2 separate regions of the Macaca mulatta genome follow, and region 1 is linked to region 2. A link is a contact called in public Hi-C data. All regions are on one chromosome and are shown on one strand. The core of a region is the stretch at or near the end of the contact, and the rest is flanking DNA. Distances in the headings are between cores, read along the strand shown.

Region 1 (6,542 bases), core at 289-2,788, 160 kb after region 2:
CCAGGGCATAGGAGGCCCACACAGTGGGGCCTGGCAGCTTCCCCCGCTTTCGGATGAGCACACAGCCCAGTCCAAGCTCCTGGGCCAGGGAGGGGCCAAAGAGGAAGCCTCGGGAGTCTAGGCCTGTCAGGGCGAGTGACAGGAGTGACTTGGCAGCATGGGAGTCCCCAGGGGCCAGGGTTGGCCGGTGCCAAGGGGTACATGGTTGGCTCCCAGCTGAAAGGCCGGTGACGTGCGCCATTTAAGGAGTGTCACCTGTCACCTACCAGGAGCTGCTTCCAGGTCAGAGTGCAGACCTGGGTCTGTCTTTTAAGGGGCTACTTTTTAGCTGTGGTCCTGGGGGAGTCACCGCCCCTCTCCCCCAGCTCAGCAGCCCATCTTTAATGGGGCTGGTAGAAACCTGTCAGGCCTCAACTCTCTCTCAAAGGCAGCTCTGCCCCAGGGCTTCTGTCTAAAAACGGAGTCTCTCAAGGTGACCTGAGCTGTGAGTCTCTCAAGGTGACCTGAGCTGTGATGGTTGGGGGACGCTCAGGGAAACCCTGCCCCAGCCTGGCAGGAGGTCAGGGAGGGCTTCCTGCAGGAGGTGAGAAGGGGGCTCTGGCAGTGCTGGCGCTTCCCTCAGGGCAGTGTGCAGGGAGTGGGCTGTCACGCCCTAGGAGAGGCAAGACCACCAGAACACACTGTTCTCCCTGGGCCACCTCTCGGGCTCTCCCGGAGGCCTCCAGGCCCCCCTTCCTTGGGTGGGCATTCCGTGATCTTCACCAGGGAAGGCCTGGCTCGTGGCAGGCGCTCAATACCAGCTCGCAGAAGGAACAAGAAGCGAGGCAGCTGGGCCCCGTGGATTCAGCTTGGGCACTCCAGGGAGACCAACTGACCTGGCGACTCGGTCACGCTTGTCCTGGGCTGGGAACCCGGAACCTGCGGGCAGGGCGCCTGCACAGCGCGGCGGCCTCGGGGGCCCAACCTCACAACCCTTAGGGGGCGACCCCAAGCACCGTGCCCGTCCCGGCGCCCCCGAAGGACCCCAAAAGCCCTCCCCCAAACAGACGCGCAGAGCCCACGTGCTACCCTCGGCGCGCGCGGAGGCAGAGGCGCCCTGGATGCGGCCACGCGGCACTCGCCTGCGATGTAGTCGATGCGGCCCCCGTGGGTCACCTTCAGGTGTCGCGCCAGGAGGCCGATGGCGGCGCGGAAGGAGGCGGGGTCCTTCAGGACCGGCGAGATGTCCCTGGACCCAAAGATAGGCCTGGTGACGCCGGGGCCGAAGGAGGGCAGCGGCCCCGGGGGCGAAGGATGAGGGTTCCCGCCCTGCCCGCCCCGCTTGCCGGACAGTGCCGAGGTCGCGGGCAACGCTCTCCCATCCGCAGGCCCGCAGGTCGGGACGCCACGAGGGCGGCCTGCGCTTGCACCTGAATAACACGCCCGGGGTGGGGAAGTCGGGGAAGCTGCGGATCCGCCGCTCAACCAGCTGCAGCTCGGGGTCCGCCATGGCCGCGTGCGAGGAGCCAGCGGCCGCTCGAGCGCGCCTGCGCGGAGACTGGCGGGGCCGCCACGAAGGGCGGGGCATCCCCGGGGCGCGGATGCGCGGGTGAGGGCGGGGCTTCCGCGGGAAGGGGCGTCCCTCGCCGGAAGCATGTACCGTATTTCATGGACTCCTAGGCGCCATCGATTTTAAGACGCGCTCGCATTCCACGCACCACTGAGCAGAACGTTCGAACCGGACAAAGGTGCGAGTCAAGGCGCCCTTCCTTTTCTCGGGCCGGGGCCCTGGCGGCTGGAGGAGGGGCGTGAGCTGGTCTCGCCCACGCACCTGGCGCGCTTACGGGCCTCGCCCTTTCTCCGCTATTGGCTGAGATCCCCACGCTGCGCGCGGGAGGCTGGCGCGCGGGAGGCTGGCGCGCGGGAGGCTGGCGCGCGGGAGGCTGGCGCGCGGGAGGCTGGCGCGCGGGAGGCTGGCGCGCGGGAGGCTGGCGCGCGGGAGGCTGGCGCGCGGGGTGGAGGAGGGCGTGAGGAAGGAGTCCAAGTAGCAGGAGGGCGGTGCAGGACCCGGAGGAAGCAGCCCAGGGCGGAGGCGGCGGGCTTGGGCTGGACCGGCCGGGGGCGCTGGCCTCTCGCGGATGGATGGGCCCTGCCGTTGAGGTGGCTCTTCCCCGCCCGGACCTGGGGGAGAGTGGCCGGAAGGCGTGGCCAGGACAGGGGGCGCATCCGCAAAGGCAGTGGCCCTTCTGTCCGCCTGCAGAGGCCAGGTGACTCCTCAGCCTTGGGGTGGGGAGCTGTGAACCCCCTGGCCGCCCGAGGACTGGTACCCAGGGGGTTGCGTGAGGCACAACTCCCTCCAAACACAATTTCCTTTCAAAAAAATCCCCAGGGCTAAAATGCCTTGCGCTCTATTCCAAAACTTTTCTTCGTTTCGCAGCCTTTTTTTTTTTGAGACGGAGTCTCGCTCTGTCGCCCAGGCTGGAGTGCAGTGGCGCGATCTCGGCTCACTGCAAGCTCCGCCTCCCGGGTTCACGCCGTTTTCCTGCCTCAACCTCCTGAGTAGCTGGCGCCCGCCACCACGCCCGGCTAGTTTTTTTTGTATTTTTTACTAGAGACGGGGTTTCACCGTGTTAGCCAGAATGGTCCGGATCTCCTGACCTCGTGATTCGCCCGCCTCGGACTCCCAAAGTGCTGGGATTACAGGCGTGAGCCACCGTGCCCGGCCCATCATTTCGCAACTTTTCCAATTCAGCTTTGGCCTGGCAGCTACTGCAGAAGGGAAAACCCACTCAGTGGAAGGCAGCCCCCAGGAGCCTTCAGAGGGGGGAGGCCGGAGGCTGCGTATGGCTGCTGGGGCCCCCGTTCCAGGGCGGGTGGGGGACCTATCCTCTGATTCCGAGGGGCATGGCAGCGGCTGCCTCGAAGTGTGCCATGGTCAGGGCTGGCAAGGCCTGGGCTCCAGACCTCTAGGGAAGGTGCAAATGGAGGACCCTGATATCTTCACATCCCCGCGGAAGCTGCCACATGAGGCAGGCCCACGGGCCAAGTGTGTGAGCTGCAGTTAAGTCGTCCACATCCAGCCCAGGAGGCCTCGGCCTTCCCCTCCTTGTTCCTGACTCTGTCTCCCAGATGGCCCGAGGAGGGCCTGGGACTGGGGGGTACTGGAGGAGGGATCTGGGGAGGGTTCAACACGGAATTGGCCCTGTCACCTCCTTCAAGCCCGGGCTGTTGGGCTGGTATAGGAACAGCAGGGAGCCCCGAGTCCTGCCCTTTGGCAAGGAATGCAGCGCTGGGCTCTGGAGAAGGTGGGAGGCGGCCGGAGCTGGGCACCTGATTCTTGGCAGCTGCTGGGAAGGTATAAAAAGAAAATAAATCTCAGGACCCCAAAATCACTAAGCCGAGAAAAGCCAAGCTGGGAATTAGGCAAACCTGCCTCCTATTTTATTTCTAAGTAACGTAGCTACAATGAGAAAGACTACATACCTTTCTCATAATTAGCGCCCAAGGAAATTCCTTGTGGACAAAGGACAGACGGAACTGGAAGTCACCCCTCTGGGGCTCCTGAGACAAATGCTTATCTGATTGTTCCCCTCCATTATTGTTAACATAAAAATGTGGATTCACTGGGCCAGACTGAATCACGTATTCAGTGGAAGACTGGCCGAACCAATGTATGTCTTACACATACTATCTTATGTCTCCCTAAGATGTAAAGGCAAACTATACCCCCAACCACCTCGGGCACATGTTTTCAGGACCTCCTGAGGCTGTCACGGGCGCATCCTTAACCTTGGCAAAATAAACTTTCTAAATTGACCGAGACCTGTCTCAGATATTTGGGGTTCCCAAAGGCGTGAGACGGCAGTGTCCTGAGGCCGAGGAGGAGGGTCCTGAGATCTGAGGCCCCGTGGGCGAGGAGGAGGGCTGAGCACACTCCAGGGTCAGGTCCTGGGTAGGTGGAGTCATGCAGTCCCCCTGTGTCTGCAGGTGCCGTCTGTCTGGCCTGGGCAGGGTCCGGGGGAGCACTGAGGCCAGAGCCGTCCTCCCCCCAGGCACTTGCAGAGCCAACCGGAGATTCCAGGCCTGGCCTGGGTCCACGCGGGTGCTAGTGGGACCAGAGGCACTTCTTGGGAATGGATTCTGGAGGTGTCAGACACTTCCCTAACTTTTCACAGCCCGGGGGTGCCCAGTTCTGGGAAATGAAAATTGAGAAAACAACACAGTTATTCCAAGCTCGCGTGGGCCCAGCAGCAGCACTTTGTTGTTCTGTTTGGAGACAGTCTCGCTCTGTCACCCAGGCTGGAGTTCAGTGGCACGATCTCAGCTCACTGCAACCTCTGCCTTCCGGGTTCAAGCGATTCTCCTGCTTCAGCCTCCCGAATAGCTGCTGGGCTTACAGGCACGGCTATACTCCACGCCTGGCTAATTTTTGTATTTTTAGTAGAGACAGGGTTTCACCATCTTGACCAGGCTGGTCTTGAACTCCTGACCTCGTGATCCACCCGCCTTGGCCTCCCAAGGTGCTGGGATTACAGGTGTGAGCCCCCACGCTCGGCCATTTCTTTAATAGAAACAAGGGTTCCCCATGTTGGCCAGGCTGGTCTCAAACTTCTGACCTCAGGTGATCCGCCTGCCTTGGCCTCCCAAAGTGCTGGGATTACAGGCGTGAGCCACCACGCTTGGCCATTTCTTTAATAGAAACAAGGGTTCCCCATGTTGGCCAGGCTGGTCTCAAACTTCTGACCTCAGGTGATCCGCCTGCCTTGGCCTCCCAAAGTGCTGGGATTACAGGCGTGAGCCACCACGCTTGGCCATTTCTTTAATAGAAACAAGGGTTCCCCATGTTGGCCAGGCTGGTCTCAAACTTCTGACCTCAGGTGATCCGCCTGCCTTGGCCTCCCAAAGTGCTGGGATTACAGGCGTGAGCCACCACGCTTGGCCTTGAGCAGTTTGATGTGTCCCCTGCCCAGTCCAATCCCCGACTCCCATCTAATTGGCCTCAGTGTGGAGGCCACCTCAGTCCAGGCGGGCAGCTACACAGACGCCTCCCCAGGAATCATGGGAACTCGGGAGGCGACGCCCTCCCGACTCAGCCTCCCAGCTCTGAGGAGGCTGCTGTTGGAGGAGTGAGAACTTGGTGGGGAAGTCCTGGGTGTGGGGGATGCAGCTGCCAAGTGGCTGAGGGCCTCTGTGTGGCCAGCAGTGTTAGAAAGGCCCACCCCGAGCCTCTCAACTCATCACCCTCTCTTGCAGCTTCAGCCTCTCAAGAAGCCTTTCCCAGGGAGGAGCCGGTCCCTGCCGCGCTGCTGGGCTCAGTTCAGTGTGGCACTGAGCGGAGCCCGCACCCCTCCATCGCCTGGGTGTGTGTGGACCTCACAGCGCAGCCCCACTTAGTGGAAGCCTTGCTTGGTGGGAGGGCACTTTTCCTGGCAACAGAAAGGGAGACTTATGCCCCTAAGAGGAGCCTTCTTGGCTGAAATGAGTGCCGTTTGGTTCCTTGTCCCCATCCGGGCCACCTCGGTGCCACGTCGGATGCCGCAGGGCCCTGAGAGCACCTTCCCGTCGGGACAGACTTTTGAATTCTGTGTGCTGCTTAATCGGACAGAGGACTAAGGACACTCTCAGCCCTGGGCGGCAGCAGGCGTGAGTGTCACTGAGTGGCCACATGAGTGTCCCTCCCCCTTGGCCACCAGAGCAGGGGTGGGTTTGGCTGAGGAGGTTGCTCCCAAACTCCAGGGGCAGCAGAGGCAGCCGCAGGGTGTGTGTGAGTCTGCGTTTCTCAAAGGCTGCTCAGCTGTCCCAGGAGCAGGGGTCCAGGTGGCCAGACTCCCTCTCCTCTGTGTCAGAGACACCACTGAGCCCCTCGGCTGGGGCTGGCCTGCAGTTGGTGGGGACAGAGGGCAGGGAAGGGGTGAGGAGGGCAAGTGGCCCCCAGGCTTCACACGCATGCCTGTGTATCTCCTCCGTGGCTCTGCTCGCGGTGGCGTCTGGGCCCCTCAGACCCCAGTGGCTCACCTCGCCAGGTCTGAGTTGGCACCACTTTTCCCCCTGCAGAGGGCACAGGTGTGGCGGTGGGGACAGCTCCCCCAGTGCCCAGGAGATGGCAGCGGCAGCCAGGCTGTGTGCACCCCCCTCCCCTGCCCTGGGCCCCCTGTCTCCATGGCTGGTGTGGCCTGCACCCGTGGAGCCACTGCAGCCTGGGTCGCAGAGCAGGACCCAGCAGCACAGACTGGGATTGGGTATGGAAGGCAGAAGCCCAGGGATCCTCCGTGGCTGGTGGCCCTGGGCTCCTGGGGCCCGAGACTCAGGGGTCCTGAGACAGGGACCTCCCTGCTCCACTGCTGAGTCCAGAGGCAGGGACGCCAACTGCCCAGGTCCCTTTGAAGGAAGGGCCCTGAATATCTTCCTATGAAACTTGCCAGGCACCCCCGCCAGCCCCCCAACTAATGGAGGTGGCCCTGCCCCGCCCAGTCCTAAATGATCCCTGCAGGGTGGACCCTCCCTGGGCAGGGACAAGGCCATCTGCCCTCCCTGGTCCTCATTGCTGGGAGGTGCTGCTGATG
Region 2 (6,468 bases), core at 1,541-4,040:
GGGCCTGGACTCCCCTGACCTGCAGTCTCTTATCAGAGGCCAAGTAGACGCTCAGGAATTCCTGAGGGCCTGGTGGGGATGGGGCAGCGTTGGTGGGGAGGGAACCTGGACTTCTGCCTCCTTATCATGAGCCAGCACCTCCTTCTCCACCGGCGTGCCATCAAAAACCAGCTCAAATGTAAGGGTTAAAGAAGACCAGAGTCTCTGAACGTTACAAGAAAATGGACAAGTTTCCATAAAAATCACTGTCGGCCAGCCGCAGTGGCTCACACCTATGATCCCAGCACTTTGGGAGGCGGAAACCGGCGATCACTTGAGGTCAGGAGTTTGAGACCAGCCTGGCAATATGGCAAAACCCTGTCTCTACTAAAAATACAAAAATTAGCTGGGTGTGGCGGTGCACACCTATAGTCCCAGCTACTCAGGAGGCTGAGGCAGGAGAATCGGTTGAACCCGGGAAGCGGACGTTGTGGTGAGCCAAGATCGTGCCATTGCACTCCAGCCTGGGTGTCGCAGTGGGAGTCCATCTCAAAAAAATAAATAAAAGGCCAGGTGCAGTGGCTCACGCCTGTAATCCCAGCACTTTGGGAGGTCAAGGTGGGCAGATCATGAGATCAGGAGCTCGAGACCAGCCTGGCCAACATGGTGAAACCCCGTCTTTACTAAAAATACAAAAATTAGCCGGGTGTGGTGATGCGTGCATGTAGCCCCAACTACTCAGAAGGCTAAGGCAGGAGGATTGCTTGAACCTGGGAGGCGGAGGTTACAGTGAGCCAAGATTGTGCCACTGCACTCCAGCCTGGGTGACAGAGCAAGACTCTGTCTCAAAAAAAAAAAAAAAGGAGAAAACCCAGAAACAGACCCAAACAAGCCCAGCTGATTTTTTTTTTTTTTTTTTTTTTTTACAAAAGTGCAAAAGCAATTCAATGGAGGAAGGGTAGCCTTTCTGTGCTAAATGGACAACCTTGGATCACAGACAAATATAAAAGGCAATCCTATACAACTCGGAGAAAAGCAGAAAATCTTCAGGACGTAGGGCTACGCAAAGAGGTCTTAGACTTGACATCAAAACTGATACGCTGAACTTCTTTAAAATGAAAAACTGGCTCTTTGTTAAGAGGATGAAAAGATTAGCTAGTTTGGGAGACAGTATCTGCAAACCACGTGTCCAACAGGAGACTAATATCTAGAACACCTATTTTATTTTTTTTCAGTAGAGACGGGGTTTCACCATGTTGGCCAAGCTGGTCTCAAACTCCTGACCCCAGGTGATCCACCCACCTCAGCCTCCCCAAGTGCTGTGATTACAGGCTTGAGCCTGCGCACCCAGCCTATAATGTATAATGAACTCTCAAAACTCATAGTAAAAAAGCAAACCATCCAGTGAGTGCATGGACACAGGACATGAACAGACATTTCACTGAGAAAACCCACAGATGGCAAATAACCACAAAGAAAGACGCTCCACATCACTGGCCAACAGGGAAATGCGAATGAGGAGCACAGCACCCTGTCAGCACATCCCTACCAGGACGCGGCTAAAATGAAAAACAGCAACTCCACCAAATGCTGGTGAGGATCTGGAAAAACTGCGTCATGGTAGGGATGCAAAATGGCCCAGCTACTCTGAAAAACAATTGGACAGTTTTTTTTTTTTAAAGTATATATATACACACACATGCATATACGTATATGCATATATATATCTACCATCTGACCCAGCAACCGCACTCCTGGGCATTTATCCCAGAAGAATGAAAATGTATGTTCACACAAAAACCTGTACACATTTTATGGCAGCTTTATTGGTAAGGGAAATACAAAAAAATTAGCCAGGCATGGTGGCGGTGCCTGTAAAAAAAAAAAAAAAAAGAAAAGAAACAAAGAAAGAAAACCTCAGATGCTCTTAACGGGGTGAGGCCTTGGCTAAGAGGGTGGTCCATGGAGTCCACGGACTGGCTCAGCAACAGAGGGGCAAAGCATTGATACGATCGGGGGCACGTCCACATTCTATGCTGAATGAAATAAGCCAAACTCAAAAGATACTGGGTGGGCCACATACTGTGATTCCAGTTTCGGAACATTTTGAAACGACGTTACAAAAATCAGTGGTCAGCGGCGGCCAGGTAACCCCGGCGGGAGGGGAGGGGTGTGGCTATGAACGCGCAGGTGCGGACCGGCCTCCCCCGCAGGGATGTGGGCTGCAGACCCCCTGTTCCCGCTCCTTGGAGGTTACCATTGGCAGAAACGGGGCGAGGGAGGGGCACAGGGCCTCGGGCTGGGGGGCAGTGGCGCGATCTCGGCTCACCGCAGCCTCGACCTCCCGGGCTCAGGCCATCCTCCCGCCTCAGCCGCCCCGGTAGCCGGAGCCATAGACGCGCACCACCACGGCGGATTCTTACGACTCGTGGGAATCGATGATTGATGATTTCGATAAAGTTCGGTAATCGCTAATGGGCAGGCGCGGGGCGACCCTGCAGGGGCGGCAGCCGTGGCGGGGGAACAGGTGGCGCCGAGCCCGTCACGCGGAGAAGGAGCGCGCGGCTCCGCCCGACCACCGCCGCCCCCCTCCCTGAGCCTCAGTTTCCCCGTCTGTCGAGGCCCTGGGAGAGCAGGACGGAGCGCGCCGCCGAGTCAGCGCGCGACCCCCATGGACCCGGCCTCGCTCCCGGCCATCCCCGTCCCAGGCCGGCCCGCGACACTCACAGTACTTGATGACCGCGATGTTGACCGGCGCGGTACAGGTGACTGCCGCCAGCGGCTGCTCCGAGGCCATGGTCCCACCGCGCGGCGCCCCCAGCTCCACAGCCACTTACGGCCGGCGATCCCACCCCAGAGGGCTCTGCCGCCTCACGCGCTGCCACAGGATTGGCCCGTGAGAGCCCGGCAGCTCGCGCGCCGACCAATCAGCGGCGAGTCTGACGCACGCATTTCCTCTCAGCCAATGGACGGGATCGGACGATGGGCCGCTGACGTGGGTCCGCCCCACCTCCTGAGGGTGCTCGCCAGGCCTGAGGGGGTGGTGTCTGCGCAGGCGCGGTGTGCGCAGGTGCGTAGCGTCGGCGTCGGGGTTCCAGGGTCTGGGCGCTGCGAGGTGGGCGCTGTTGCCTTTGGCGGCTCCGCGACTGTCTGCTGGTGCTATGCGGGGTGTGCGGCAGCTGTGCGGGGGCCGTGAGGCGCTGTGGGGGGGCCGTGAGGCTCTGTTTGGGGCGCCGTGTGAGAGGCTCTGCGGGGTCCATCAAGGGGCCGTGGGGCGCTGTGCGCGGCGCTGTGTGGGAGGCTGTGCGGGGGCCGTGGGGCGCTGTGTAGGAGGCTGTGCGGGGGCCGTGGGGCGCTGTGCGGGGGCCGTGGGGCGCTGTGTGGGAGGCTGTGCGGGGGCCGTGGGGCGCTGTGCGCGGCGCTGTGTGGGAGGCTGTGCGGGGGCCGTGGGGCGCTGTGCGTGGCGCTGTGTGGGAAGCTCTGCGGGGGCCGTGGGGAGCTGTGTGGGAGGCTGTGCGGGGGCCGTGGGGCGCTGTGCCTGGCGCTGTGTGGGAGGCTGTGCGGGGGCCGTGGGGCGCTGTGTGGGAGGCTGTGCGGGGGCCGTGGGGCGCTGTGCGTGGCGCTGTGTGGGAGGCTATGCGGGGGCCGTGGGGCGCTGTGCGTGGCGCTGTGTGGGAGGCTATGCGGGGGCCGTGGGGCGCTGTGTGGGAGGCTGTGCGGGGGCCGTGGGGCGCTGTGCGGGGCTGAGGGGAGGGCGGGTCGCGCTGTGCCCTCCATGAAGCTCTCGTATGGCCCCGCTGGGTATGGGGGTGCACACAGGCCGGAGGTCAGGCGCTGGAAGATGTGTCCCGAGATCCACTCTGAACCCGGCAGCCAAGGGCACCCTGTCCCGCCGCCCACAGCCTTTTCCGCGGCCGTAGCCTGGGCCAGGGTCCCCCCATGGGACTCGAACGAAAGACCCTGGGGCGGGAAAGCCCGGCAGCCCAGAGCTGGATCCAGCCTGCATTGAGGTGGGCGTCTCAAGTACCCCGTCTAAGGCCCTGCAGGAGCAAAGCCTTGGACTGGGTTGTGGCGCTTGTGTGTGCATTGACTGCTCTTGTAAAACATACGTGAAACATTTAAGCGTGCGTTTCCCTGCCATTCAGTCCAGTCATGTGCCACACCCCCACTATTTCTAGAATTTTCTCATCGCAAACAGAAACTCTGTCCCTGTTAAACAGTAACTTCCCATTTTCCCCTTCCCCTTTTAAAATTTTACTTTCAGTTTTTAAATAGCCCAGATTGGCCAGGCATGGGGGCTCACACCTGTAATTCCAGCACTTTGGGAGGCCGAGTTCGGCGGATCACGAGGTCAGGAGTTTGAGACCAGCCTGGCCAACATGGTGAAACCCCGTCTCTACTAAAAATACAGTAATTAGGTGGGCGTGGTGGTGGGCGCCTGTAATCCCAGCTAGTGGGGAGGCTGAGGCAGGACAATTGCTTGAACCCAGGAGGTGGAAGTTGCAGTGAGCCGAGATGGTGCTACTGTACTCCAGCCAGGGTGACAGATTTCAGAAAATACAGGACTATGCAGTGTGAAATGTCCACTTTGCCTGGCCACCTAGTTCCATTACCAGAACCATCATACTTCTTTATTTCTTTATTCTTTATTTTTTTTCTAGAAATAGGGTCTCACTCTGTTGCCCAGGCTGGAGGGCAGTGGTACGATCAAAGCTCCATGTAGCCTCGACCTTCTGGCTTAAGGAATCCTCCCACCTCAGCTTCCTCAGTAGTTGGGACTATGGGTACACACCACCATGCCTGGCTAATTTTTTTCTTAATTTTTTGTAGAGATGTTGGAGGGGTCTTGCTATGTGGCCAAGACTGATTTGAACTCCTGGCCTCAGGGGATCCTCCCATCTCAGTCTCCCAAAGTACTGGGATTAGGTTTGAGCCACTCCACCTGGCCTGTCAATTCTTGGTGTATTTTTTCCTTGACGTGCATAGTACAAGTACATAGCGTGTTCTCCCACCTTGCTTTTTCTACTTACGTGCTTCTTAGAGATCATCCCAATTTAGTAAAAAGCTTCCTTGTTTGTTGTCTAAATATACCTGGTCTGTCCCGATGGACAGTTGGGTTGTTAGTGTAAACGGTGCTTTTCCACATTGTTTGTGCACATGTATTTCTGCAGGAGAAATTCCTGGAAGTGGAATTGCTGGGCCAAGTAGGATGTGCCTGAGTACTTTTGATAGCTGTTGGCAAGTCGCCCTTTGTGGAAGTCAGTCGATTACTCAGGTCTCTCTGGAAGTCTGAGAGTGCCTGCACGCCTTCACCGGCACAGTGGGTCATCTGTCAGAGTGAGACGTGGTGTCTCACTGTTTTCAATTTGCATTTCAGATGGTGGTTATTTTTAATTTCTCTTGCAATCACAGCCACTTTTCTGTTTTATGCAAAGCCACTAAATCCTGTTGAAGAGCGGGGCGCGGTGGCTCAAGCCTGTAATCCCAGCACTTTGGGAGGCCAAGACGGGCAGATCACGAGGTCAAGAGATCGAGACCATCCTGGCTAACACAGTGAAACCCCGTCTCTACTAAAAAAAAATACAAAAAACTAGCCGGGCGAGGTGGCGGGCGCCTGTAGTCCCAGCTGCTCAGGAGGCTGAGGCAGGAGAATGGCGTAAACCCGGGAGGCAGAGCTTGCAGTGAGCTGAGATCCAGCCACTGTGCTCCAGCCTGGGCCGCAACAGAGCGAGACTCCGTCTCAAAAAAAAAAAAAAAAAAATTTCCTGTTGAAGAGCTGATGTGGACTGTCTGGGCCTATGGTCAGGGTGTACTCACTCAGCTACTCAGAGAGAGTGGGGCTTCCGGTCACCTCCTTCCTTCTGCCACAGCTATGATGAAAAAGAAGACACAGGCCTGGTGCTTTGGGAGGCCAAGGAGGGAAGATTGCTTAAGTCTAGTAGAAAAAAACAATTTATTTTTGTTTAGAGACAGGGTCTCACTCTGTTGTCCAGGCTGGAGTGTGGTGGCACCATCAGCTTACAGCAGCCTCAGCCTCCTGGGCTCAGGTGATCCTCCCACTTGAACCTCCCGAGTAGCTGTGATACAGGCACATGCCACTACTCCTGACTAATTTTTATTTTTTATTTTGTAGAGATGGAGGTCTTACTATATTGCCCAGGCTGCTCTTTTTTTTTTTTTTTTTTTTTGAGACAGAGGCTTGCAGTGTCACCCAGGCTGGAGTGCAGTGGGGCAATCACAGCTCCCTCCTCCTTCTGCCTCCTGGTTTCAAGTGATTCTTGTGCCTCAGCCTCCTGAGTAGCTGGGATTACAAGTGTGCACCAGCAGACCCGGCAGATTTATGTATTTTTAGTAGAGACGGATGTTCGCCATGTTTTTCAGGCTGGTCTCAAACTCCTGGCCTCAAGTGATATGCCTGCCTTGGCCTCCCAAAGCACTGGGATTACAGGCGTGAGCCTCCACACCTGGCGGTTTTTGTTTTTTTTTTTA

What was found. A called contact is a pair of places that touch in the nucleus more often than the background predicts.
Region 1: a Hi-C map of fetal cortex germinal zone shows a contact between it and region 2, with 2.3 times the contacts expected there. The contact joins the promoter of APRT here to the promoter of MVD in region 2. A contact is called at or near these places in 2 of 14 Hi-C or Micro-C datasets (blood and fetal cortex germinal zone).

What each region holds. Positions count from the first base shown.
Region 1 is chr20:84,210,549-84,217,090 of T2T-MMU8v2.0, forward strand. APRT (adenine phosphoribosyltransferase) reads right to left here and starts at 1,539. Exons shown (of 5, transcript XM_077986734.1): 1 at 1,410-1,539; 2 at 1,069-1,228; 3 at 1-903. The coding sequence starts at 241. It overlaps LOC144338183 (a long non-coding RNA gene), which reads right to left and starts at 3,326. Exons shown (of 2, transcript XR_013412067.1): 1 at 3,189-3,326; 2 at 2,600-2,748. GALNS (galactosamine (N-acetyl)-6-sulfatase) reads right to left here. Exons shown (of 12, transcript XM_077986725.1): 12 at 3,393-4,171. The coding sequence ends at 4,085. LOC144338180 (a long non-coding RNA gene) reads left to right here and starts at 3,392. Exons shown (of 2, transcript XR_013412064.1): 1 at 3,392-4,600; 2 at 4,857-5,964.
Region 2 is chr20:84,054,112-84,060,579 of T2T-MMU8v2.0, forward strand. It overlaps MVD (mevalonate diphosphate decarboxylase), which reads right to left and starts at 2,791. Exons shown (of 10, transcript NM_001260543.1): 1 at 2,707-2,791. The coding sequence starts at 2,776. LOC144338177 reads right to left here. Exons shown (of 2, transcript XM_077986742.1): 2 at 2,813-3,200. The coding sequence ends at 2,813. It overlaps LOC144338190 (a long non-coding RNA gene), which reads left to right and starts at 3,018. Exons shown (of 2, transcript XR_013412075.1): 1 at 3,018-3,049.